Linked DNA regions of Danio rerio: region 2 is linked to region 1. Evidence: chromatin contacts called from public Hi-C data. All regions are on one chromosome and are shown on one strand. Each heading gives the region's core, a stretch centred on a gene start, on an enhancer-like site or on the middle of the called end of the contact. The rest is flanking DNA. Distances are from core to core; before and after follow the strand shown.

Region 1 (6,653 bases), core at 2,518-5,017:
CTATCGATATCATTATAATATGATACATGGGTTGCAACAACATAGGAATAAAACCATGCTTAAAGGGACAGTTCACCCCCCCTAACACACAAAAAAAGGACAATTCTGCCATTCACTCACCCTTCACCCCAATGAACTTATTTCTTCTGTTCAGCAACAAAACAAAATATTCTGAAAAATGTTGGTATAGCAGACACCCATTGACTACCATAGTACATCTTTCCTTCTATAAATGTCGATGGGTGCCAGCAACCAGCACTCTTCATATATATATATTTTTGTGAAAGCCTTAAAGGACAAAACCAAATGAGGGAGATAGATAGATAGATAGATAGATAGATAGATAGATAGATAGATAGATAGATAGATAGATAGATAGATAGATAGATAGATAGATAGATAGATAGATAGATAGATAGATAGATAGATGGATGGATGGATGGATGGGTGGGTGGGTGGGTGGGTGGGTGGGTGGGTGGGTGGGTGGTTGGATGGATGGATGGATGGAAGGAAGGAAGGAAGGAAGGAAAGAAGGATGGAAGGAAGGAAGGAAGGAAGGAAGAAAGGAAGGAAGGAAGGAAGGAAGGAAGGAATGAAGGAAGGATGGATGGAAGGAATGAAGGAAGGAAGGATGGATGGATGGATGGATGCATAGAGAGATGATAGATAGATAGATAGATAGATAGATAGATAGATAGATAGATAGATAGATAGATAGATAGATAGATAGATAGATAGATAGATAGATAGATAGATAGATAGATAGATAGATAGATAATCTAGATAGATAATCTAGATAGATAGATAGATAGATAGATAGATAGATAGATAGATAGATAGATAGATAGATAGATAGATAGATAGATAGATAGATAGATAGATAGATAGATAGATAGATAGATAGATAGATAGATAGGTGGGTGGGTGGATGGATGGATGGATGGAAGGGAGGAAGGAAGGAAGGAAAGAAGGATGGAAGGAAGGAAGGAAGAAAGGAAGGAAGGAAGGAATGAAGGAAGGATGGATGGAAGGAATGAAGGAAGGAAGGATGGATGGATGGATGCATAGATAGATAGATAGATAGATAGATAGATAGATAGATAGATAGATAGATAGATATATAGATAGATAGATAGATAGATAGATAGATAGATAGATAGATAGATAGATAGATAGATAGATAGATGAGGTCATTTTAATCTTTGGATGAACTTTCCCTTTAATGTAAAACAAACATGTAAGGATTATTGATAAATAAAGAGTTTTATCATAGGCTTATCATTATCAGTCTTTCCAACAGAAATAGGATTGCTTGTTCTTTTGTTGCTGACGTCACCTATTCAGTCTCTATGGCTGGCTTTTTGGCGCAAATTCATTTGTCACTTGATAATACGGCTAATACTAAACCGATATTTGGCCAAGTGTTGGCTCCATGTGTTACACTGGTAAATTTCACACTTGTAGTGTTATGCATTTACAAACGTGTCCGTTGTATTATTTAGTCTATGTTATGGTAATAATTTTGCATATTGTTGGGCCTGTGCCGTTGATAGTGATATTAATCATTTTTTTGTGTGTGGAAATCTAAGGGAAAAAGCTAGAGGAGATCCACTAATGCGATTAATTATTTTTAATATTATATATCATCAGTTGTAATAAAGCGTCCACCTGATGCTGCCGTGCTAAGTGTGTTTTTACGCCATTTAAAGGGCCAGTGCATGAGGCGCAGAGGCTCATCAAAGACTTCAGCGGTGCTTTCTAATCGGTCGTGTGGAGAGTCAGTTGTGGCAGTGAGACAGGTGAGATGAACTGATAAGAAGAACCTATTTCAGGCTGCTGAGGGGGAGGACGATGTGATTCCTATCAGATGACCGCTGGGATGCTGACAGACGTGTTACTCTAGAATATGGCAAAGCTGAGGGGTGATTAGGTAAAACTTTTGAACACTAACTGCGAGGTATGATTTATGAGAAAAAAATAAATACAAGCGTGCATTTGCTTGATTGCAAAGAGCAATTGCGTTATTATTTACCCCGTTGATTAAAGGCGATATAGGTAAATAAAATGATAGATGAAATTAGATAAAATGAAAACTGCCTTATTTATTTATTAACCTTTTTTGATTTTATTATTTCTTGTTTGACACAAAAACAGATATTTTGAAGAATGCCGTTTGCTCATCGACTTCCATAATACATTGAAAGCAGTCCCAACATTTTTCAAAATATCTTCTTTTGTGTTCAATAGCCGAAAGAAACTAAAATATGCTTTGGAAAAGTGAGTAAATGATGACAGAATTTAATTGTTTGGGTTTGCTATCTCTTTAATACGCAATGCATTTATTAAAATTACACCCCAATATAGTATAATATTATAAATACTATCTATCTATCTATCTATCTATCTATCTATCTATCTATCTATCTATCTATCTATCTATCTATCTATCTATCTATCTATAAACTATACTTCATTGATTGTTTTTTTTTGGAGCAATTTTATAGTAAAAAATATTAATAGTCAATGAATACATCTTCAAGTATTCATCAAATCTAATAATACATGTCTGATGTCTGTCTAGCTATATATATATATATATATATATATATATATATATATATATATATATATATATATATATATATATATATATAAATGACTATAACATGATCATGCTTAAAGGGACAGTTCACCCCAAAAAGAAAATTCTGCCATTCATTTTTTTTTCACCCTTAACCCATTTGAACTTTTTTCTTCTGTTCAACACAAAATGATAGATATTCTGGAAAAAAACGCAACGCATAATTTTTCTTAATCAAATAAAGGTTGTAGGCTTCGTTACTTGCCAAACGCACTTTGGATACCGGAGAAAGCAGACGCATCTTTATATGAGAGTCTTCTGAATCCCATTCAATATGTCTCCATAAATGCTTCTTTAAAGATGTTGGCTGCGATCCACAAACCTCAGAAGTGTCTAGCAGTCAGCATGCGAACTAAATAAGACCATATGAGGTGAAAAAAATAAGTTATACATATATGAAATATGTATCGCAATTTAATAGTATAATCCTAATTTAATTCGCATGTTTTTTATGTTATTGCGCGGTCTTTCAGCTAAATAATTCATCGCCAGTGCTATATTTTTAGTTTTTTATTAAAATTTTTTATTTATTTGTATTATATTTTATTATATAATAGTATTTTTTTAAACTGAATGTGGTTGGTTTGTAGGTTGGATTGACTCATGCCTGATTTTATTGTCTCAGGCAATGTTTTGAAGCGTAAAGCGTTGAATGCATAACCTGAAGTAGTCCATCCCCATCAAATATTGATATGTCTTGGGAGCAGTAAACAGATCTTCAGGAGAGGCCAATATTTCACGCTATAACGCAAACATTTTAGGTAGGGCGCGAGGCGTGTCATTTCAAGCGTTTTAAATAATGAATAATCAAGTTTTCCCTCCGATTATATTCGGCACACAATGGCTTCGAGTGCAAGACAATAGGGTTTATTTGCACTACTTAGTGGGCTACTAAGAAGCGCACGAGCCCCAATTTTCACAGAGTACAGTATACAAACATGGATGACCAGCAGAAGTGAATACACTGTGGCGTGCGAGCCTCCTTGATTACACTAATTAAGTTCTGTCTAATTAAATTACCGTCACGTGTTAACCAATAGCAAAAGTTGATTCATTAAGCATGCAGACCGAGCACTGAAAAGCAGAGCCTTTCCTGATTGCAGGCTAGTATCAATTGGCTAATTTGCTGTCTTGCACAAAGTAGCTCGAACCGCAGGAAGGCGTTAGTTTTCTCTCGCGCTCGCGTTAATTGCTATTTGTCATCGAGAGATGCAGCTCGAGCGTTGCATCTCGCCAGCTCTCGCGCGCTCCAAGAAATGTATGATTGTGGGCAGTGGCTACCCAAACGCACAAGCGTCTGAGCTCGCCTTGCAGGACTACCCTATTATATCAATCGGCGACAACCTGGAGAGAAGTTCACCTCTGAAAAAAAACTCCGCTGGGATGACGAATCAGTCAGAGGCAGACAATTTCGCCGACTCGAAGGACTCATCAGGGGACGTCCAGCGAGGCAAACTCTCTCCTGATCTTGACGGAGTCGCCGACAGTCGTCACACTTTCGATGGATCTGCAGGAGAAAGGTATCTCCTGTCTCAGTCCAGTCAAGTTCAGCCGAGTCCTACCACCATGTTTCCCTACCCGAGTCAGCATGGACCGACGCACCCGGCTTTCTCCATCGCCAGCCCGAGCCGCTACATGGCGCACCACCCGGTCATCACGAACGGAGCCTACAACAGCCTATTGAGCAACTCTTCTCCGCAAGGTTACGCGACCGCCGGGTACCCGTACGCGCAACAGTATGGACACGCGTACCAGGGCACGGCTTTCTACCAGTTTTCCTCCGCGCAAGCAGGACTCGTGCCCGGCAAAGCGCAGGTTTACCTCTGCAACAGGGCCCTGTGGCTTAAATTCCACAGGCATCAAACGGAGATGATTATTACCAAGCAGGGACGGTAGGTGTTTTTGCTGTTACGGTTATAAATGAGTGTTTGCCAAACTATTGTTTCCACAAATGGATGTTTTCGTTTGGCGAATATCAATAGGGACATATTAAGACACATATAAAACATATATCTTTTTCTTCCGACAAATACGAAGCTGTTTTTTTATTTTTTTATTTCAGTTTGCATTTTCCGGGAACAAAATATAAACGATTTAATAAAAATAAATTAAATGAACGTTTTCATAATAATAATAATAATAATAATAATAATAATAATAATAATAATAATAATAATGATAATAATAATAATAGTAACAATAATAATAATTATTATTATTATTGTTATTATTATTATTATTATTATTATTATTATTATTATTATTTATTGTTCTTATTGGTTAATTTAATTTTCTTTATTCATTTTATTTTGGAAGGACACACTTTTTACTTCTTCAAAATACCTAAACACCCAATACCTATATATTTAAATTCGTTTGCATTACTTTAATTCTTCTTCATTAATTCAAAGGCATTCACATATTTATTTATATATATAAAGAATTTAAGGTTGTTGCAAGCAGCACTGGAGTGTTATGCATTGAAACTTTACATTTTATTTTCCCTCAGACGAATGTTCCCGTTTTTGAGTTTCAATATATCTGGTCTCGACCCAACGGCGCATTACAATATCTTTGTGGACGTGATTCTTGCTGATCCGAATCACTGGCGCTTTCAAGGAGGAAAATGGGTCCCGTGCGGCAAAGCGGATACGAATGTAACAGGTGAACAAAATATGCTTTTTGTTTCATAGTTTATCTAATAACAAACTATTATTATTATTTTTATTTGTATTATTATTATTTCACATTAATCATAGTAATTATTTTGATGATGATAATAATGCTAACAACAATCTGTTTAAATAACATTAATTGTACAAGACGCATATGAGTTTTGGTTTGTTTATTTATTTAGCTATTTAATTTTATTTTTATGTGTGTTGTCCTGCCTCAGCACTGACATTCCCTTTCTAATATTTATGAACAGGGAACAGAGTGTACATGCACCCGGATTCGCCAAACACCGGCGCGCACTGGATGCGTCAAGAGATTTCCTTTGGAAAACTTAAGCTAACCAACAATAAAGGAGCAACCAACAACACAGGACAGGTCAGTTATTAATCGATGGATTTGCTTTTTATTTAAATAATTGTAATTGCATTATACTTTGTCATTAATTCGGGCTGCGTTTTAACTGACAATATTGCGCATTTGCAGTAAGAATATTCCATTATTTGGGTTTGGAAAGCATTTTACAGACCTTACTTATTAAACGTATGTAAATAAAAGCAACTGTTCAAAATAATCAGCACAATTAAACGAAATAATATCTTTTTATATTAATGTAAATCTATATTAGGAAAAGGTAAACAAAAACTTGATGTTTATTAAACGTTGCATTCGTTTTTGTACGCATGACATGTACCAGCTTAAATTATTTAACATATTAAATGTAATCCAGTTAATTTGTTGCTATGAATTATTGGTTTACATTTATGCGCTTCAAATTGTGAAGGAGCTAATTTGCTTCAATGTGTTTGAATGGAAGCACGCGAGCGTAAAGACGCGTGAAGGGATGTTTTCTGACTCTCGTTTTTTCGCTTGAATTCCTGCAGATGGTCGTCCTGCAGTCGCTGCATAAATACCAGCCTCGACTGCATGTGGTGCAGGTGAACGAGGACGGAACGGAGGACACGAGCCAACCCGGGCGCGTGCAGACCTTCACTTTCCCCGAGACGCAGTTCATTGCTGTCACCGCATATCAAAACACTGATGTAAGAGAAAGAGAATTGTGTTGATAATTCGGTTGATTTGTGGAATATTAAAGTGTTTTTAATGGTTTGAATTGTGTTGTTTACAGATCACGCAGCTAAAAATCGACCACAACCCATTCGCAAAAGGATTCCGTGACAATTATGACACGTAAGTTTTGATTTTATCTTGTTGAAATTACATTTAGATGCTTTCTAATTTGTCTGAACAAACATTATTAGCCTAAATAAATAAATCAAATCATATTTAATATTACCGACTTGAGTGAAACTTATAGGTTCGGATGAAATTAATAGTT
Region 2 (6,653 bases), core at 2,270-4,769, 61 kb before region 1:
CAAACTATTTATTAATGTAAATAGAGGACAATTCAATCATAACTTCATGATAAACAGCATTCATGACATTATTTATCAATATGTGGCTTTTTTGGATTAACGGGAGCGAAAATTAAATATGTAAAACAGAAAATATGTTGAGACCTTTGTTTTGTTTACATACCTCAACATGGTTTATAATGCCTATATTTACAGGGGGAACCACGACAATATAGCTAAAATAATTAGCGTATTGTTCTGTTTACCCCCTAAAAGAGATTATATCTCATCGTTTGCGTCTTTGATAAATCTATTTTGTGTGTTTGGAGGATTGCAGCTTCATATTTGTTGATGCACCTGTCAGAAAGGCGCTTTTGTGGAGGCAGAACCGACCAGCAGGTGTTTGTGGGTCAGTTGGCCAATGTTTTCTAGCCTCTTGATGCGTCGATGGCCATCTCTCCATATCAGAGTCGTGCAGACAATCAACAACTTCCTACATGAACACATGTGAATGCATGGGATTCAGACCAAATGTATAAGGGCAAGAGCGACTCGGGCCACCCCGCAGTTTGCATGTTACCCAACAAGCAACGCGACGGTCCCTCTCGGTTCAGGATGCGCCGCGAATCCTCCTCATGTCAGGCGAAATGTGTTGAAGCGAAAGGCTGCCTTCCGTAGGTCTCTGAGCAGTCCTGTCTGCTGTGTCTGTGTGTGTGTTTGTTTCGATGCCTGGTTTGCGAGCCCCCCGATTCTGGAGCACGGATTTGGCAGTCACAGCAAGTGATGACAGAGGCATTGGTGAGATCGCACCCGGAGCCCCAGAGGACGCAATACCGTTTCTGAAGAAGCACAAGGAAAGAAGGCCTCTAGACCGCTTTGCTATAAGCCTGATAAAGTCGTGTGATTTGTGGGAAATAAAATTAAATAATAAATATTTTTTGGGGGTGTCCAATAGCTAATCCCACCCGGCAAAAAGTTCTTAAAATAGCCATTTTGCTTACGCGTAAACGTTTGTTTTACAATCAAATGATTCCTAAACTGAATGCATAACCAAAATACGTTTCCTAAAAATAGTAATAATGTTGAATCCTCTTAAATATCAATAAATGGGCTAACTTTATAACCCAATTGAGAATACTTGAAAAGCATTAAGATCTGTTTGTTTTCTTAATGTGTTTAGGCCTCTAACAAAACGGCATGTTAAATACTAAAGAAGAAATCTGAAGAAATTTCCTCTATATTATATCGTTTATTTACGTTTCCATGCAGATTATAAGCTATTATTTCTTCATGAATATTCAACACATTATTTGTCAATGGTTACAGGTTTTAAGCATTCTTCAAAATATAGTTTTTATTATTAGTATCTAATGACTGACATTTTTATTGGGGGTTGTATCTATCTATCTATCTATCTATCTATCTATCTATCTATCTATCTATCTATCTATCTATCTATCTATCTATCTATCTATCCATCTATCCATCCATCCATCCATCCATCCATCCATCCATCCATCCATCCATCCATCCATCTCTGTCAATAACCCACATTTCTTGAAACATACATTTCTTTATTTTGCCTGCGCGTAAAGTTTGTTTTACAATCAAATGAATGCATAACCAAAAATAAGTTTAAATAATAATAATATTTAATCATTACAAATATCAATAAATGGGTTAACTTTTTAATTGAATGAGAACATTTGAAAAGCATTAAAATTAGTTTTTTTTTCTTGATGTGTGTACGCCTGTTACCAAAACATTTTTTAAACTGTTGTTGAATGTTAAAAAATCTGAAGAAGTTTTCTCTATATTATATTTCTTTATATTGTTTAATTACGTTTCCATGCAAACACTAAGTTGTTATTTCTATCTAAATTATCATCTTATTATTTTATATGCAAACCTTAAGGGAAAAGACCAATTGATAATCTGTCATGCGTCATAGGAACATTGCGTTTCTGTACGCATTTTGCAGGTGTTTCAATTTTGTTATTGAAACACTATTTATTAATATATATATATATATATATATATATATATATATATATATATATATATATATATATATATATATATATATATATATATATATATATATATATATAGGTAACATTTCATTCATTCATTCATTCATTCATTCATTTTCTTTTCGGTTTAGTCCCTTTATTAATCCGGGGTCGAGACAGCGGTACGAACCACCAACTTGTCCAGCATCTTTTTATGCCACAACCCTTTTCTGGAAAAGCTTTAAGGTAACAAGCCATTTCGTTTTATAAGTGTTTCTTTTGAAATGTTCTGTTAATGTTTTGCAGACGTTTTCGTTAAGTTGTAAAGTGAATGATTCATGAAGATCCTAATTAGAGCCTAATAATTATTTTTGTTATCTACTTTTAATGCATTAATTAGAGATATACACCTTTTAATTTTTAACTCATTATGGGTATTTCATTTTCAGCGTTCTGTTGGTGTTTTGCAAACGTTTCTGCTCAGTCATAAAAATACTTCTCAAAATTTTAAGCATTCAACACAGTTTTTTATGCGTTGGTTAAAGGCCTACATACATCAACAAAACAATGTTCAGCAAATGTTCTCTTTCGTTCATAATCGTATCCAATTTCTCAAGAAATCATGTGATTATAAAACATAATTTGATTATAATTAACAGCATAAGCTCTCTCTCTCTTTCTCTCTCTCTATATATCCAAGAATTATGAATGGACCAAACATTTGTTCTTTGAGACATGTATAATATATCAGACAGCGCTAAATGGGTGACTGGGAAAAAATTGTTTATTACAAACTTGAGAGAACTCGTCAAAACCAGAACCCAGCAAACAGTTTTGTGTTTGATAGCCGTCTTATAGACATCTAAACGTAGACAGCTTGGCTAAAACAAGACTAAACTTGGGCTGTCAGTGAAAATCTAATAGACATTTAAGCATAGCCCAAAACTAGACAAGTCGTCAAATAGACAGGTTAGACAGACTTTATAAGTAAAGTCTTATACTTAGTAAGTATAATTCATTTCTGTTTATTTGATGACTAGTCTAGTTTTGGCCTATTCTTAGACGTCTATTAGATTTTCACTGACAGCCCAAATATAGCCTTGTTTTAGTCAGGACGACTGTATTTAGACGTCTAGTAGACATCTTTTAAAAACAAAAAATGCTTGTTTGTGATAAAATTTCCCAAACATTAAAGTTTTTGCTGCTCTCAGCATGTCTATTGTTGTGCTTGTTGATGAAATGTAGGACAAGTGCACTGCCATCCATCTCGATAAAGATATTTTTTGATGCAAATTTGTTCATATCACGTGGTGAGCTGCGATTATTACACCGTTGACCTTTCAAAAGCAATAATGAAATAATGATGCACGGCGTATAGCTGTGTTTCCTGTTGCATTCATATAGCTATATATATGTGTGGCTTTCATTTTGCTTTCTGGATGGTTGATAAGGGGAGGAAGGGAGAGGGATGCAATGCGCCGCAAGGGTTAAGGCAGCATGAGAGAATCCATTCTCGGCTTAATGACCTAGCCTAGCTGGGCGAGGACGGCAGGGAACACGCTCTTGACTTGTACCGAATTTGCCAATTAACACCTCGGATAACAGGCAGCCTCGGAACATCAGGCGCGTTGGGAGGAGAGGCTCACATGCACTTTGTTTTTCATTCTTGGCCTGCTTCCTATGGCTGGCATGCATGCGTTTCAGCATCTTAAGGGCTTCAGGAAGACGTTTCAGTCATTCATTTCGCGTCGATCGCTCGATCAGAATAGCGAAGATGGCTTGGAAAAACGTGTTCGTTTTGTCCCTACAGCTGGAGGGAGATTTGGCTCCGGCTGCATAAGATATTCTTCGACTTTCGTGTTTCTCCGTTACTGATAGCGTTTGCTATTTTCACACTAGCCCATATGGCCGCTTGCAGCCTCAATTAGATCCACAACTCTGGTTTCCAAGACACACTCTCTCTCTCTTTCTTTCTCTCTGTCTCTCTTTTTCTCATGCCTGGCTCCCTCTCCCTCTCTTTTGTTGCTCCTATTGAACAAATGAAGACTAACAGACTGATATCGTCTTGATCACAAAGTTAATTATTCAAAAATCTAGATCTTGACTCTGGTCTCCTTGGTTGAAGCACCCACTCCTCTCCAGCCTATTATTTTCTCACATGTTTATCAGACGCCTAAACAACACCTTGGGCGGGTGTGAATTTTCAAGCCCCCGGTGAAATTCTCACCGGGCCCGTCACTGTTTTTCCTCCGAGTCCATTTACAGGTAGGAGAGAGAGAGAAAGAAGCACCGCTGCCAGGTCCTAATGACTTGAAGCCCGCCTTAAAAAACACCTTTCGGCCCGCGTGTCCGCGACATCCTCGCGTCAAGCGAGTAAAATTGAAAAGGCGCGTTTTTTTCGCGCGTTTTTCCCCTCTCGTCACCGTTCCACACGTGGCGATTCATTAGCAGCTATTCTAATAGAATGCGATCATCAAAGGAAAGATACGTAATTGATGGAAGTTCACACGCAGCCAAAGGTGACGCAATCTGTCTAACGATGTTCGTGAATCTGTGCCTTGTATTACATCTAGCAGGATAACATGAGTAGCACTTCCTTTAAGCGGCCGCGGACCTTCCGGTATTTTTTCCAATATGAGGTTGAGGGATCGTAACTCGCTTCGCCGACTAGACGAGCAGGGAGAATGTGAACCGTGCTATGGAGGTCCACACACCCGCATTCATTTATTTATGCAGTGTGAAGAAACCATCTGGCCGTGGAGAAATTGAAAGTGGATGTAATCTGGCAGGCGGCGGAGTGTATGACTGACACCTCATGCGGTATTAGTGGGAGGACAAAATCATTAATGCTCCGTCTGAACCGGTGCAGGCCATTAAACGACTGACTATCAGAAACCTTCGATTCCTTGAAAGTCTCCCAGACAATGATGATTCATTTGCATTCACAAAAATATACTAGGCCAGGTCAAATTTACTCATGGTTGTGAGATTAAATTTGTTTATTTGTTTTGGACATTTCATTTTCTTTTCAGCTCACGTTTTTACTAGAGGGTTTGGATGGAACATACCGCATTTAAAGGGGTAGTTCACAAAAAAATGAAAATTTACTCACTATTTAGGCGACTCACCCTCTAGTGCTTTCAAATGTGAGTCGAACAAAAATTTTTTTAGCATGTTAGAAAAGGGTTAAGTACACTCAAAAAAGATATGTTGGCTTTAATTAACTTTCAATTAACAGGTTCCACGAGTTAAGTTACCTCAAACAAAGAATATTAATTTTAGCAAACTTAACTTAGTTACATGAAGGTAATGTAGTGTTGTTTAGTTCAGTCAACATAACATTCATAATTTAGCTTCAATCTATTTAGTTACTGAACTTAAGTATGGCCTTGTTTACACTGTCAGGTCTTGATGCCCAGTTCCTATTTGTTGCCTATATCTGATTATTTTGCCTGTCCGTTTGCACGTTCTTTTAATTGTGACCCATATATCCGATTAATGTGTTTACACTTGGTATTTAATTTACGATGTTGCACATGCGTAAAGGTGGGTTCTAGCATCTGCGCCACACTAGCCAAGATGGAGAAAATTGTATTGCTTTTAACTCTATGAAATTTGCAAAGTTCGCCCAACTTTAAAAGGATTTTGAAATGGAGGAGAAGGGGAAAGGGTCGTCATCGCAGCTTGCACCTATGGTTTATATATGGTGTCCTCCATCAGTCTGAGGAATCTGTAGGTTCGAGAGATCTCTGGTCTGGTGGGAGCAAATTGTGGCAGCTGACCACTTTCGTCCTCCATGTTTTTTCTGTTGTTGTTGTTTACTTTACGTATCTTACAATTAGTCATAATTGTAAGATTTGCGTATTATTTTAATTGTTAAATATTCAGGAAAAAATAATAAATAAATAAATAAATAAATAAAAATAACTGATAAAAGTTTCCATTCATCACCTTGGTCAAGCTAACCCCCATGAACTATGTCTATATATATATATATATATTTTTTTTTTTTGTAAAAGCTAAATACAAACAAAAAGTGAACATTAATTTTTTAATGCTTTTTTTATTTAAAAAAAGTTATAAGTGCCTGGAGGGATTATAGACTGTGCAAATTCAGTTTGCAGACATTTGTAGGTACAGACATCTATTGTTTGTGTTCTTGGCAGTTTTTCCTGTCTTTTTTCATTTAATTTTCTTGTCGGCTTTATTAATTCAGGGTCGCCACAGCGGGATGAACCGGCAACTTATACAGCACATTTTTAGGCAGCGGATGCTCTTACAGCCGCAACCCATCTCTGGGAAACATTCACACACACACACACACACACACACACACACACACACACACACACACACACACACACACTCACACACTCACACACTCACACACACACACTCTACAGACAATTTAGCCTACCCAATTCACCTGTACCGCATGTCTTTGGATTGTGGGGGAAACCAGAGCACCCAGAGGAAACCCACGCGAACGCAGGGAGAACATGCAAACTCCACACTGAAACGCCAACTAACCCAGCTGAGGCTCGAACTTGCGAGGCGACAGCACTCTCAACAGAAGGCGACAGAATGACATTTGTCCTGGGAGCACTGTACCAATGTGGCGGCGCTATTGACGCATGCTTAGGGTCCCTATGCGATATCTAG

The links. Hi-C and Micro-C count contacts between places; a contact is called where the count stands out from the background.
Region 2: a contact with region 1 is called in a Hi-C map of embryo, with 2.9 times the contacts expected there. The contact joins the enhancer-like site here to the promoter of tbr1b in region 1. A contact is called at or near these places in 2 of 18 Hi-C or Micro-C datasets (embryo and gastrula embryo).

What each region holds. Positions count from the first base shown.
Region 1 is chr9:53,424,403-53,431,055 of GRCz12tu, reverse strand. tbr1b (T-box brain transcription factor 1b) reads left to right here and starts at 3,767. Exons shown (of 6, transcript NM_001115090.3): 1 at 3,767-4,533; 2 at 5,151-5,305; 3 at 5,571-5,692; 4 at 6,199-6,357; 5 at 6,444-6,505. The coding sequence starts at 3,851. All of the region lies in intron 1 of rbms1b (RNA binding motif, single stranded interacting protein 1b), which reads right to left.
Region 2 is chr9:53,485,432-53,492,084 of GRCz12tu, reverse strand. All of the region lies in intron 1 of rbms1b (RNA binding motif, single stranded interacting protein 1b), which reads right to left. Among named protein-coding and RNA genes, the nearest start is that of tbr1b, 61 kb to the right of the region's middle. Within about 2 kb of position 3,519, at least 5 of the 62 cell types and tissues checked have an H3K27ac peak or open chromatin away from gene starts, as enhancers often do. A contact at or near this core is called in gastrula embryo, where this site is marked.